2 separate regions of the Xenopus tropicalis genome follow, and region 2 is linked to region 1. Evidence: chromatin contacts called from public Hi-C data. All regions are on one chromosome and are shown on one strand. Each heading gives the region's core, a stretch centred on a gene start, on an enhancer-like site or on the middle of the called end of the contact. The rest is flanking DNA. Distances are from core to core; before and after follow the strand shown. Region 1 overlaps llgl1 (lethal(2) giant larvae protein homolog 1). Region 2 has its middle 16 kb from the start of alkbh5.

Region 1 (5,908 bases), core at 1,574-4,073:
GGTGCCCTCAACCGACAGACTTGGGGTTTCCGAAAGTCGTTCTTGGTAGCAGAACCGTCCAGGTCATGACGTGAAGGGACAGAAGAGCCCGTGGGAAGGCCCATCGGTGCTCCAGTGGTTATAGCAAGAGGAACGGGTGGGGCTGCAGATGGAAACTTCGTTAGATTTAGTAGAAAAGCCAACTGGTCTGCGGTTGCGGCCTCCTTGGAACAATCCATTTCCCTCTACAGGTGGATTCAACCAAGAACATCACTTCTTCCAGAAATGGTCCAAAATCAGCATCAAGAACCAGTAGTAGGAACAGGAGGGGCTTCTGAAAGGCTATAGTCCCTGCAAACGGGAGAAAGTGGCGCACACTTACATCCAGACTCATTTTTGCAGTGTATGTTGGGGTTAAAAGAAAATAAATAAAATATTTATAAAGACCAGTGAAACCCCAAAATGAAGTCCTGTACACTGATCTTATGCAGCAGAAGCCCTGAATATTATTGTAGTTTGTTTGCCATCTGGTACAGATAAAGTCCCTTTGCAATCTGGTCTGCGTTCAGCCATTTTGTATCTGCTTAAGCAAAGCCCCACCCATTTACCTTATTTAATCAGTATCTCAGAGGGCAGGGGGTCGTCTGCGGAATTCTTCATGTTCTTTTCAGCTTCCTCTGTTGATCTATAGAAAGAAGCCGTTATGAGGACATTATAATTAAAATCCCGCCCTCAGCTTAATGCCCTCAAGATGTACAAGCTCCACCCCACACCCCCTACAGGCCATGCAAGGTGCTTAAAATGGGGGACTAGAGATCAATGAATGGGGCCTGTGTCGACTATACTGTATATTCAACCGAACAGTACAATTGAAAAGTACTTTAATCCCAACTGGTTCTTCATCTGCCTTCTCTTCCTTTTGCAATTGCACTGATAAGCACCGCCTTAAAACAAACTCTTCCTTCTCTGTAAGCCTGAGACACAGACAACACACCCTGCAATGGATCCTGCCCACCCCGTGGAACTGCAATGCTCATACTACTATGGCAGCCATCATTTCGGAGCGGCCCCCACAAGGCTCACCCCAGTATATCCCTCACGTCCTCCACCGTTATGTCTCCCGTGGTGTCCAGAGTGGTATCCATGCTGTTCATCGGCGAGTCGAGAGGAGAGGGCGAGAATTCTGCCATACGCTCACACCCGTTCCCTGCATGAGAGAAGTGAGGCGTTTCATGAGAATCTTTAAGGACCAACAGACTTTAAATATCCCCCTTTTGCATTGGCCTCACAGTATAGTTATATATGATTGGTTACAGCTCACTACCTTCTGTTGCCTGCTGGCTCGCTTCAGAGTCCCTCAGTATGTGCGTCCCATTGGCCTGGTTGCCCTTCGGAGATGGAGTCATCTTATTGCTGCGACAGAAAAGTTATAATCAGCATCTACAGCCAATCCTGGCCACGGACCCTCCCACGGAATACCAGCAAACCCTGACCAATGAAGCAACTAGAAAGCTTCTGGCCCATGGAAGGAAACTTGCCTGTAGTTTAACCAGACCAGTGTAGTGCTGGGCAGCAATGGCAACCCCTGTGCCACCAAGGGCAACTGCGGAGCCCTCTTACCTGAAGTGTAATGGATCGTGGGGCCGATCAAACTCCACCAGACACACGGGTTCTGTGATGTTCTTGGCACTCAGAGAAAAGCGTTCAAACTCCGAGGGGGAGATCAGGTAAAAGCCTGGGGGTCAGCAAAGAACCGCCATTAGGTCTGGTTACAGGGATATGCCACTTATGTCCTTCAGCCATGACTGTTCTACATCTGCCAATCAGGTTACCCCTCTGCCTTGGCCTCACCTTGCCCGTACTTGGTGAATACGCAGGAGGCGATGCCACTGATGTCCTCCTTCCGTATGCAGTCGTAGCGCACTTGAGGCCGCAGCCCCGGCACAGTGAACACGTGGATGTCCCCCAGATTGGTCAAGCACGCCAAACAGTTCTCGGAGTAGTCGTCGGAAGTGGCACTGGTGAAGGTGGCGAGGGCGACTTTCCTCACGCGGCAGCCCTCGTGGGCAGTCAGCTTAAACTTTGTCTTGGCACTGACCTTGGGCAACGTGAATACCTGGCGAGCGCAGAAGGTAAAAAAAATATAAACCAGGGTTTTCCTCTTAGTTACTTTCCCGATGCCATAATGTTGTGCATTGCAAGTTACAGGTACATTACACCCACCTGTGCACCAGCACCCAAGTAACCAAGTCACTACATAGTTAGCACATACAAACCCACACTGACCTATCTATCCACTCACATACAAACCCACACTGACCTATCCATCCACTCACATACAGACCCACACTGACCTATCCATCCACTCACATACAAACCCACACTGACCTATCTATCCACTCACATACAGACCCACACTGACCTATCTATCCACTCACATACAGACCCACACTGACCTATCTATCCACTCACATACAGACCCACACTGACCTATCTATCCACTCGCATACAGACCCACACTGACCTATCTATCCACTCCCATACAGACCCACACTGACCTATCTATCCACTCCCATACAGACCCACACTGACCTATCTATCCACTCCCATACAGACCCACACTGACCTATCTATCCCCTCACATACATAAACCATATATACCATAATACTATACCCGCCTGTGTACCAGAGTAACTAAGTTGCCAGTACAATATTATACCCGTGTGTGTGTGTGTGTGTGTGTGTGTGTGTGTGTGTGTGTGTGTGTGTGTGTGTGTGTGTACTGCTGTGGGAAGCTCATTTCCGCTGAATCACAGCCCGCGCCACTTCCTTCCTATAACAAAGCAGCAGCTGCTCAGAATGTAAGGCAAGGCTGCAGTGAGGCAAAGCACTGCCAATAATGAAGCAGAATGCTCCAAGCAGCCAGTCTGCCCCATTTGCACCAACCCAGTTATCCAGCTTGGTCTTTTCAGGTCAGGTTTCCTTTGTTTGGTTGGAGTAAAGGAGGGTTGTACAAGGTACAAATTTGGGTTACTTTATTTTTTAAAGGAGACACAAACCCCCAGCTGTCCGAATTAGACACCCCAAACGTAGATGCAACTCTCCCTACTCCCATCTGAGGTGATTCTGGTTCTGGACAGCAGGTAGTAATCTGACGCAAACACAGCAGTTTTACCAGTGCAGGCCAATGGTACATTATATTCTAATTACTTTTATTTTTTGGGGGTTACTGTTCCTTTAGGGTTAAGGCACACAGAGCTATTCTATTGTCTATGGCAGGGGATTTTCTAGAGTGTAGTAGCCGTGAAAAAGTAGCTGCTCAGTGTGTCTTCACCCTTAAGCAATCTGGCCAATCAGCCCACAGGCCACTAGAGCAGTGCAGTTCTGCCGGTCACAGCGCACCATGAAGCCCATGTGGTGCCAGCAGGGCAAATGCAGCTTCATCCAAAACTGACCTTAAACTGTTCCTCGGAAGAGATGAGCACCGAGTGGGTCCCTTGCATGTCCGGGGCTTTGGCCAAATCCTGGGAAACCTCAAAGGGCTCAGGCAGGGGGTTTCCCCGCCCGTCCAGCACTGCGATGGACACTACCGGGGCCCGATGCATGAGCTGGATCTCCTTGCCCAACACAGCCTCTGCCGAGCGGTCCGATAACTTCTCCCTCGAAGGCACCTCTAAAGCGTACGCAAATACAGAGCCGGAATTGGTGCCTGCCCACATGGTGGGGCCGTGATGGATCGCTAAATAACAAAAATGGGTGTTTAGTCTGACAGTGAAAGACAGGAGCACCCAACACTTCCACACCACAATCTGATTGGCTCGTGGGGTGACTTGATGGAGTAGAAGAGGATCGATACTAGTACCAGGGTTCATGTTCCAGACCCCATCCCCAATATATGAACCATTGCCTAAATCCACTGACAGGCAACTATGGGGGAGAATTTGTACGGTGCACGATGAGCCTTAATTCCTTACCGTCCCGTAGGAAAGTGTCTGCAAAATACAAGCAACGCACGACACCCGACAGGGAATCATCGGCCGAGCGGGGCTCAATCCTTCTCTGCACGGGGGCAATGTCAAGGTCATGTGGCCCAGCTTGTTCCGCCAGCTGAGCGTTGGCCTCCTGTAGCTAATAGCAACAAAGAAACAGTAGCAGTTTTATAAGCCGATTAGCCCAAATTTCACCAATATGCACATTTTTCATTAACTGCTCCTTACCCTGCTGGGGGGGCTGCCTGTGTTTGGCCTTTTCTTCCCAGAGACCCTGCTCTTCCGTATCCTGCGGAACGACTGCCGTAGGGACTTCTTCAGGGACTTCACCCTGGATAAGGGACCCTCCATAGCGAGCGAGTCATTGGGGTGCAGAGTGCACCTAGAGAAAGACGACATTTCAGCCCCACTTCCAGGCAAATCACACAGAGTGATGGTGCCCCCCCCCCCAATATCTAGGGAAGGATGGCAGTTACTCCCGGCAGCAGTGATATTCCCGGCAGGGGAAGCCAAACGACATTAGCACCCCCCTGTACAACCCAGAGGGTATCAGGCTACAGAGAGACTGCCAACTACAATCCCAGAGACATCACCCTGCATTATTAATGAGTAACCAATTGATTCCAGGGTTTCATGTCCATCGATCGGATCCGGAGACGATCATGGCAGGTTTGTACACACACTGACTTCCCATCAAGTGGAATTAGGATTGCGGTGCCAGATACATCCCACACACCGCTCATCCCGCACCACAATTAAATCTCTATACACTGGAAAAAGCCTTTGGATAAACACACAGCACCCCGAGAGGGAGAAGGAGCCCTGCTGGCAGCCCCTGGGGCAGACTGAAGGCTTTGCATATGGCATTCATAAATTATACACTTAGTGCTGCCAATCACTGAAACATTTATACATTCACTTAGAATTCATAGGGCCTTGGCTCTGCAGGGGGTTTCATTCTGCTCCAAAGCACTAATGAATGGATCATTTCTCAGACATGGCTGCCATAGTTTTATGGTATCTCTCTGTACAGGCTATGAGCAAACTTAGGGGGCTGTTCCTGCTGAATTGTGCTTAGTACAGGGGAATCCCTATGCTGCCATAGTTTTATGGGATCTCTCTGTACAGGCTATGATCAAACTTAGGGGGCTGTTCCTGCTGAATTGTGCTTAGTACAGGGGAATCCCTATGCTGCCATAGTTTTATGGGATCTCTCTGTACAGGCTATGAGCAAACTTAGGGGGCTGTTCCTGCTGAATTGTGCTTAGTACAGGGGAATCCCTATGCTGCCATAGTTTTATGGGATCTCTCTGTACAGGCTATGAGCAAACTTAGGGGGCTGTTCCTGCTGAATTGTGCTTAGTACAGGGGAATACCTATGCTGCCATAGTTTTATGGGATCTCTCTGTACAGGCTATGGGCAAACTTAGGGGGCTGTTCCTGCTGAATTGTGCTTAGTACAGGGGAATCCCTATGCTGGCAGCTAGTTTGGCCCTGGGCAGGTTTTTCAACAAGTTCCTATCAAATCTTGAACCTATCAGTATCACTTCAATTAATGATTACATAACTTTCTCTCCAGCAAAATCCAAAAGGGAAGATGGATACCTTCTTACCCTAAACCTCCTTATTTTAACCTTTATGTGCAATTATTTTTCCTCTCTTACCGGGCAAGCACAGGGCTCCTCCGGTGATAATCAAAGAGCCCAAAGCCGTGGCTAGTGCCAAACGCCACCAGGTTCCACTCTGAATGCAGCGCGACGGCAGTGACAGCGGCCGGGGGCATGCACTGCACCAACGTGATGGTCTGGAAACCAGGCTGGAAGAAGAGGGAGCCATTCCTTGGGGTCAGCCTATCGTGGCCCTTCCACGTAAATCCCTCCCTTTCCTGTAACAGATCCACTGTGGCCACGTTGATGGTGTGCTCCACCTTCTCGTCGTTC
Region 2 (5,908 bases), core at 1,882-4,381, 51 kb after region 1:
TACCTGCTATAGAGGCACTCGAGGGCCCGTGCCCAGGGCGTACCTGCTATAGAGGCACTCGAGGGCCCGTGCCCAGGGCTGTACCTGCTATAGAGGCACTCGAGGGCCCGTGCCCAGGGCTGTACCTGCTATAGAGGCACTCGAGGGCCCGTGCCCAGGGCTTGTACCTGCTATAGAGGCACTCGGAGGGCCCGTGCCAAGGGCTGTACCTGCTATATAGGCACTCGAGGGCCCGTGCCCAGGGCTGTACCTGCTATATAGGCACTCGAGGGCCCGTGCCCAGGGCTGTACCTGCTATATAGGCACGCGAGGGCCCGTGCCCAGGGCTGTACCTGCTATAGAGGCACTCGAGGGCCCGTGCCCAGGGCTGTACCTGCTATAGAGGCACGCGAGGGCCCGTGCCCAGGGCTGTACCTGCTATAGAGGCACTCGAGGGCCCGTGCCCAGGGCTGTACCTGCTATAGAGGCACTCGAGGGCCCGTGCCCAGGGCTGTACCTGCTATAGAGGCACTCGAGGGCCCGTGACCAGGGCTGTACCTGCTATATAGGCACGCGAGGGCCCGTGCCCAGGGCTGTACCTGCTATAGAGGCACTCGAGGGCCCGTGCCCAGGGCTGTACCTGCTATAGAGGCACTCGAGGGCCCGTGCCCAGGGCTGTACCTGCTATAGAGGCACTCGAGGGCCCGTGCCCAGGGCTGTACCTGCTATAGAGGCACTCGAGGGCCCGTGCCCAGGGCTGTACCTGCTATAGAGGCACTCGAGGGGCCCGTGCCCAGGGCTGTACCTGCTATAGAGGCACTCGAGGGCCCGTGCCCAGGGCTGTACCTGCCTATAGAGGCACTCGAGGGCCCGTGCCCAGGGCTGTACCTGCTATAAGAGGCACTCGAGGGCCCGTGCCCAGGGCTGTACCTGCTATAGAGGCACTCGAGGGGCCCCGTGCCCAGGGCTGTACCTGCTATAGAGGCACTCGAGGGCCCGTGCCAGGGCTGACCTGCTATAGAGGCACGCGAGGGCCCGTGCCCGGCTGTACCTCCTATAGAGGCACTCGAGGGGCCCGTGCCCAGGGCTGTACCTGCTATAGAGGCACTCGAAGGGCCCGTGCCCCAGGGCTGTACCTGCTATAGAGGCACTCGAGGGCCCGTGCCCAGGGCTGTACCTGCTATAGAGGCACTCGAGGGCCCGTGCCCAGGGCTGTACCTGCTATAGAGGCACTCGAGGGCCCGTGCCCAGGGCTGTACCTGCTATAGAGGCACTCGAGGGCCCGTGCCCAGGGCTGTACCTGCTATAGAGGCACTCGAGGGCCCGTGCCCAGGGCTGTACCTGCTATAGAGGCACTCGAGGGCCCGTGCCCAGGGCTGAACCTGCTATAGAGGCACTCGAGGGCCCGTGCCCAGGGCTGTACCTGCTATAGAGGCACTCGAGGGCCCGTGCCCAGGGCTGTACCTGCTATAGAGGCACTCGAGGGCCCATGCCCAGGGCTGTACCTGCTATAGAGGCACTCGAGGGCCCGTGCCCAGGGCTGTACCTCCTATAGAGGCACTCGAGGGCCGTGCCCAGGGCTGTACCTCCTATAGAGGCACTCGAGGGCCCGTGCCCAGGGCTGTACCTGCTATATAGGCACTCGAGGGCCCGTGCCCAGGGCTGTACCTGCTATAGAGGCACTCGAGGGCCCCGTGCCCAGGGCTGTACCTGCTATAGAGGCACTCGAGGGCCCGTGCCCAGGGCTGTACCTGCTATAGAGGCACTCGAGGGCCCGTGCCCAGGGCTGTACCTGCTATAGAGGCACTCGAGGGCCCGTGCCCAGGGCTGTACCTGCTATAGAGGCACTCGAGGGCCCGTGCCCAGGGCTGTACCTGCTATAGAGGCACTCGAGGGCCCGTGCCCAGGGCTGTACCTGCTATAGAGGCACTCGAGGGCCCGTGCCCAGGGCTGTACCTGCTATAGAGGCACTCGAGGGCCCGTGCCCAGGGCTGTACCTGCTATAGAGGCACTCGAGGGCCCGTGCCCAGGGCTGTACCTGCTATAGAGGCACTCGAGGGCCCGTGCCCAGGGCTGTACCTGCTATAGAGGCACTCGAGGGCCCGTGCCCAGGGCTGTACCTGCTATAGAGGCACTCGAGGGCCCGTGCCCAGGGCTGTACCTGCTATAGAGGCACTCGAGGGCAGCAGCTTTAGGGGGGGGTAGCACTTGGGTGCCTAGATGGTAAATAAAAGATCCCACAGCAGGGGTGGCAAGGGGTTGATTGGGTGCCAATAGCAGGGTCGGACTGGGCCCCTGGGTCACCGGGACAGAACCCATCTCCCACTGCCCTCCCTCCTCCAATCATGGCAGGGGGTAGGGGCTGGTAGTGGGTAAGGAGGTTGGCTGCAAGGGCCCCACGGGGGTTTGTGGGGGCCCATGGAGAAGCCCCGGTGGGCCTCGCACCCCCCAGTCCTACCCTGGCCAATACCACTTTCTGTACTTGCCATTGTGCCGAGGGCAACCGGCCCAGCTATAAGCACCAGGCAGAACCCACCAAACAAAGCCAACATTCCGTATCAGAGATCTGTTATTTACTTGTAGGAAACAGTGAGAAGAACAACAGTCTTGTGATTTCCTTGCACGCGGCGTGTGAATCAGTAGCACGACGGTCTGGGTGTCGAAGCAGCAGGCGCGTGACATGACAATGATAAAGAACAATGTCTGGGATAGCCGCGTGCGCAGGAAGTGCTAATGTGCCAATACCCACCCCAGGCACCGCCTACGATAATTAGGAAGTCATTCTGCTGCTTTATAATGGTCACAGAACTGAAAAATGTACAGTGTCTGTTTCCATTCCCTGCACTGCTGGCTCCGACTCCTGAAACAATGTAGCAGAAGCCAAATGATAAACAGGCCCGGGGGAGAACTTGATTTCTGCTGCATTGTTTCAGGAGTCGGAACCTGATTTCAATAGCAATTACATTTACAAATAACTTTAAAACCAGTGGAATGTGTAGAACGGCGGCACTAAATGTTGGAGAAAGTCAGAAATGACCCAATAGCAATAATATGGATTTCGGTTGCTTCCCCTGCTCTTGGGATAGTCTTGTTCTGTTGTAGAAAGAGCTACAGATACAATCTGAACTCCCCGCACCCCCTGTGGATGCAAGGGACTGTAACATTCCAGGCGTCGTCTAGGCAACCGGGGATCGAAAAAAGGTCTCCGTTTTAGTGTATCCATGCCAACGTCACCGGCCAATGGCCTTGCTGCATTTTGGAACGTTCCGCCGCTGGTGCAACGCGCCAGAGGAGCGCCCATGTCTGCCAATGAGATCATTTCTGATTGGCCGAATATTCTAATGCTGAATGTGAGACCCATTTGGCTTGTGGAATGGAGCCCCCCTGCTTCCTGCAGGCTGAGGTCAACATCTGCATCTGATTGTAGGAGAGGCAGAGACTTAACGAGCTCCGAGGACTCTTTGTGGTTGCGTTTCATTTCCACGCTGCCCGCTGCGGCTTCACGACTGCCGTGTTTGCATTTTTAGCGGCAATAAAAGTTAAAAATCTATTTATTCCACTGTTGTATCTGGAGTCAACAAAGGCTCAGCCACTTGGTCATGTGACTTTTGCAAAAAAAATAAATAAAAAAACCCCCAGGAAAATGTAAGCTACACCCCCTTTTTGTCCAGACCACACCCAGTTACGCCTAGACACGCCCTCAATCTACCTGGACCCCTCTCTAGGATCATGTAAGGACTAGCTTGAGGCCCTACAGGGCATATATTTCTATTAGCCATAAGTCTCTGCATGGGCGGCTGGACTGCACGAATCGTGTATTGGTCACCTGTTTAAAAATAAACATCTGACAGGTTGCTATGGGTTACTAGACCTCATGCCTTTTACATTAGTCTCAGAGGTGGTGTTAGGACAGCTACTGCCTCAGGGGCTCCCACACCCACTCAGGGGCCCCCCTGGCTGCTGGTTCATGCCCCCCCAATGCCGACCTAGACTTACTTTGCCGCAATGAGGAAAAGCAGCGGTGCATCGACAGTACTTACAGGTATTGGGTCTGGGTCAGCGGGGCCCACCAGGTCTTTTCCTGGTGTCCCGCTGGCCCAGTCCCACCCTGATTTAGGGTAGAAATTTGCCTCAAACCCCGGCCTTCAGGCTGCCGTAGAATGCTGGGAATTGTAGTTCAGCAACAGTTGTGGTATCTCCCAAAATTGCATTCCCCCCTTCCTTTTAGAATGGGGTCCCTACAATGCCTAAGGCCCATAAATCTATCCATGGCCCTGCTCATCCCAGCACAACTCCTGTGCCAAAGGTCTGTCGGGGGCCAACTCCTCCACCAGCAAGTGTGGCATGGGGTCATTGGTTGTTAGGGGCTCATAGTAATAACGGACCCCTAATATCCAGTTCTAGGGTATGGGCCGGCGCCCTTTGTGTGCTCCAATGTCAGTATATTCACACCGCCAGTCCATAAAGACTGCTTCCAAAGAGATGCACATTGTACTGTATAACTTCATATATAGAGACCAAACAGATGTTGCTGAACTACGAGTCTCACCACCCCACCAACAAGCAAAGTAGAGAAGGGAATATTTGAGGCTGCATGTTGTCTAACCCTTATAGCAACTGTACCTTGTATTTATTGTTATACTTTGTATAATTTATCTATTATTTTAATAACCCCCAGTTTGTATGAATCACAATGCTGATTAGTGCACCAATACAGTGTATACACAGCACCATCTGCTGGGCAAAAGTGGCATTGCAGCAAATGCATTTGTCCCATTTGCAGGGCACATAACCAGCCCTATGTACCCTGCATAACCTGTAGGGCACACTGGCATAACCCACAGGGCATATAGGTTTCTAAACCCTGGCAAGTCTCCAGCTTGGTGCAGACAACAAGTGAGCCATTGGGTGCAGCCACAATAAATAGCACAAGAGGGGGTTCTGATTAGGTCAGCTGACCTCTGGGGTGCATGGGAATTTCACCAGGCGTGGGCCTCACCGGCCGTGGATTAACTCCTTTATGGCACACAAGGCTGGTGGGTTGGCGGTTTGCTACTTTGAGTGTTCGAGGGAAGGAGAGGGGGAGAAAAAATGTTACACACCTTCCCAGCGAAGTTGTTATTGTTGGGACTACAAATCCCACAATCCCCCCGAGTTCAGTAACAATAAACATGGACATTATCATCATGGGGAATGGTCCGTGAGTTCCAGCTGGAAGCGATTCTCCTAAAATTATGTTTCACGTGCTTTAAAGGGATTGTTCACCTTTGCGTTAACTGTTAGTACGATGTAGAATAATATTCAGAGACAATTTGCAATTGGTCTTCATTTTTTTTTAATTATTTTTTTTTTTTAAATTATTCCCCTTTTTGTTCAGGAGCTCTCCGGTTTGGAGTTTCAGCAGCTATATGGTTGGTAGGGTCCAAATTACCTTAGCAACCAGGGTGTGGTTGGAAGGAGAGACTGCTATATGATTAGAAGAGAACCTGTACAGGAAAATAAGTTATAAAAAACAATAATAACATTGTAGCCCCATTTTGAATATTGAAAGAGTCAGAAGAAGGAGGCATATAATTCAAAAACTATTAATAATGAAGACCAATTGAAAAGTTGCTCAGAATTGGTAATTCTGTAACATACTAAAAGTTAACTTCCCCTTTAATGAACCAACACTGCTTTGAATCCTTTTATTGGGGTGTTGGTGTGGGTGCTTGGTGTAGATCAGCAGCTCGCTGGGCATTAACAAGGGACAAATTGGTCACCTGGTATAGCATTCCCAGCAGCCCCAGTGCTACAGACGGCCCAACCAGAGGTCCGAAGAGTGGTGGTGGGGGGTATCAGCATTCGTCTTAAAGCAGCTGTTGGAGCATTCACAGCAAGCCGGCTTTGCACAGGTGTAAGGGGTTATTTTTAGGGATATTTTGATAAT

Evidence for each region. Hi-C and Micro-C count contacts between places; a contact is called where the count stands out from the background.
Region 2: a contact with region 1 is called in a Hi-C map of liver, with 4 times the contacts expected there. The contact joins two enhancer-like sites. A contact is called at or near these places in 5 of 5 Hi-C or Micro-C datasets (brain, gastrula embryo, liver and 2 more).

The regions. Positions count from the first base shown.
Region 1 is chr9:15,996,323-16,002,230 of UCB_Xtro_10.0, forward strand. It overlaps llgl1 (lethal(2) giant larvae protein homolog 1), which reads right to left. Exons shown (of 23, transcript XM_004918068.4): 14 at 5,633-5,908; 15 at 4,197-4,350; 16 at 3,954-4,107; 17 at 3,435-3,718; 18 at 1,831-2,095; 19 at 1,600-1,714; 20 at 1,304-1,392; 21 at 1,063-1,186; 22 at 588-664; 23 at 1-330. The coding sequence ends at 589. Among named protein-coding and RNA genes, the nearest start is that of flii, 27 kb to the left of the region's middle. Within about 2 kb of position 2,824, at least 1 of the 11 cell types and tissues checked has an H3K27ac peak or open chromatin away from gene starts, as enhancers often do. A contact at or near this core is called in liver, where this site is marked.
Region 2 is chr9:16,046,755-16,052,662 of UCB_Xtro_10.0, forward strand. No RefSeq gene overlaps it. Among named protein-coding and RNA genes, the nearest start is that of alkbh5, 16 kb to the right of the region's middle. Within about 2 kb of position 3,132, at least 7 of the 11 cell types and tissues checked have an H3K27ac peak or open chromatin away from gene starts, as enhancers often do. A contact at or near this core is called in liver, where this site is marked.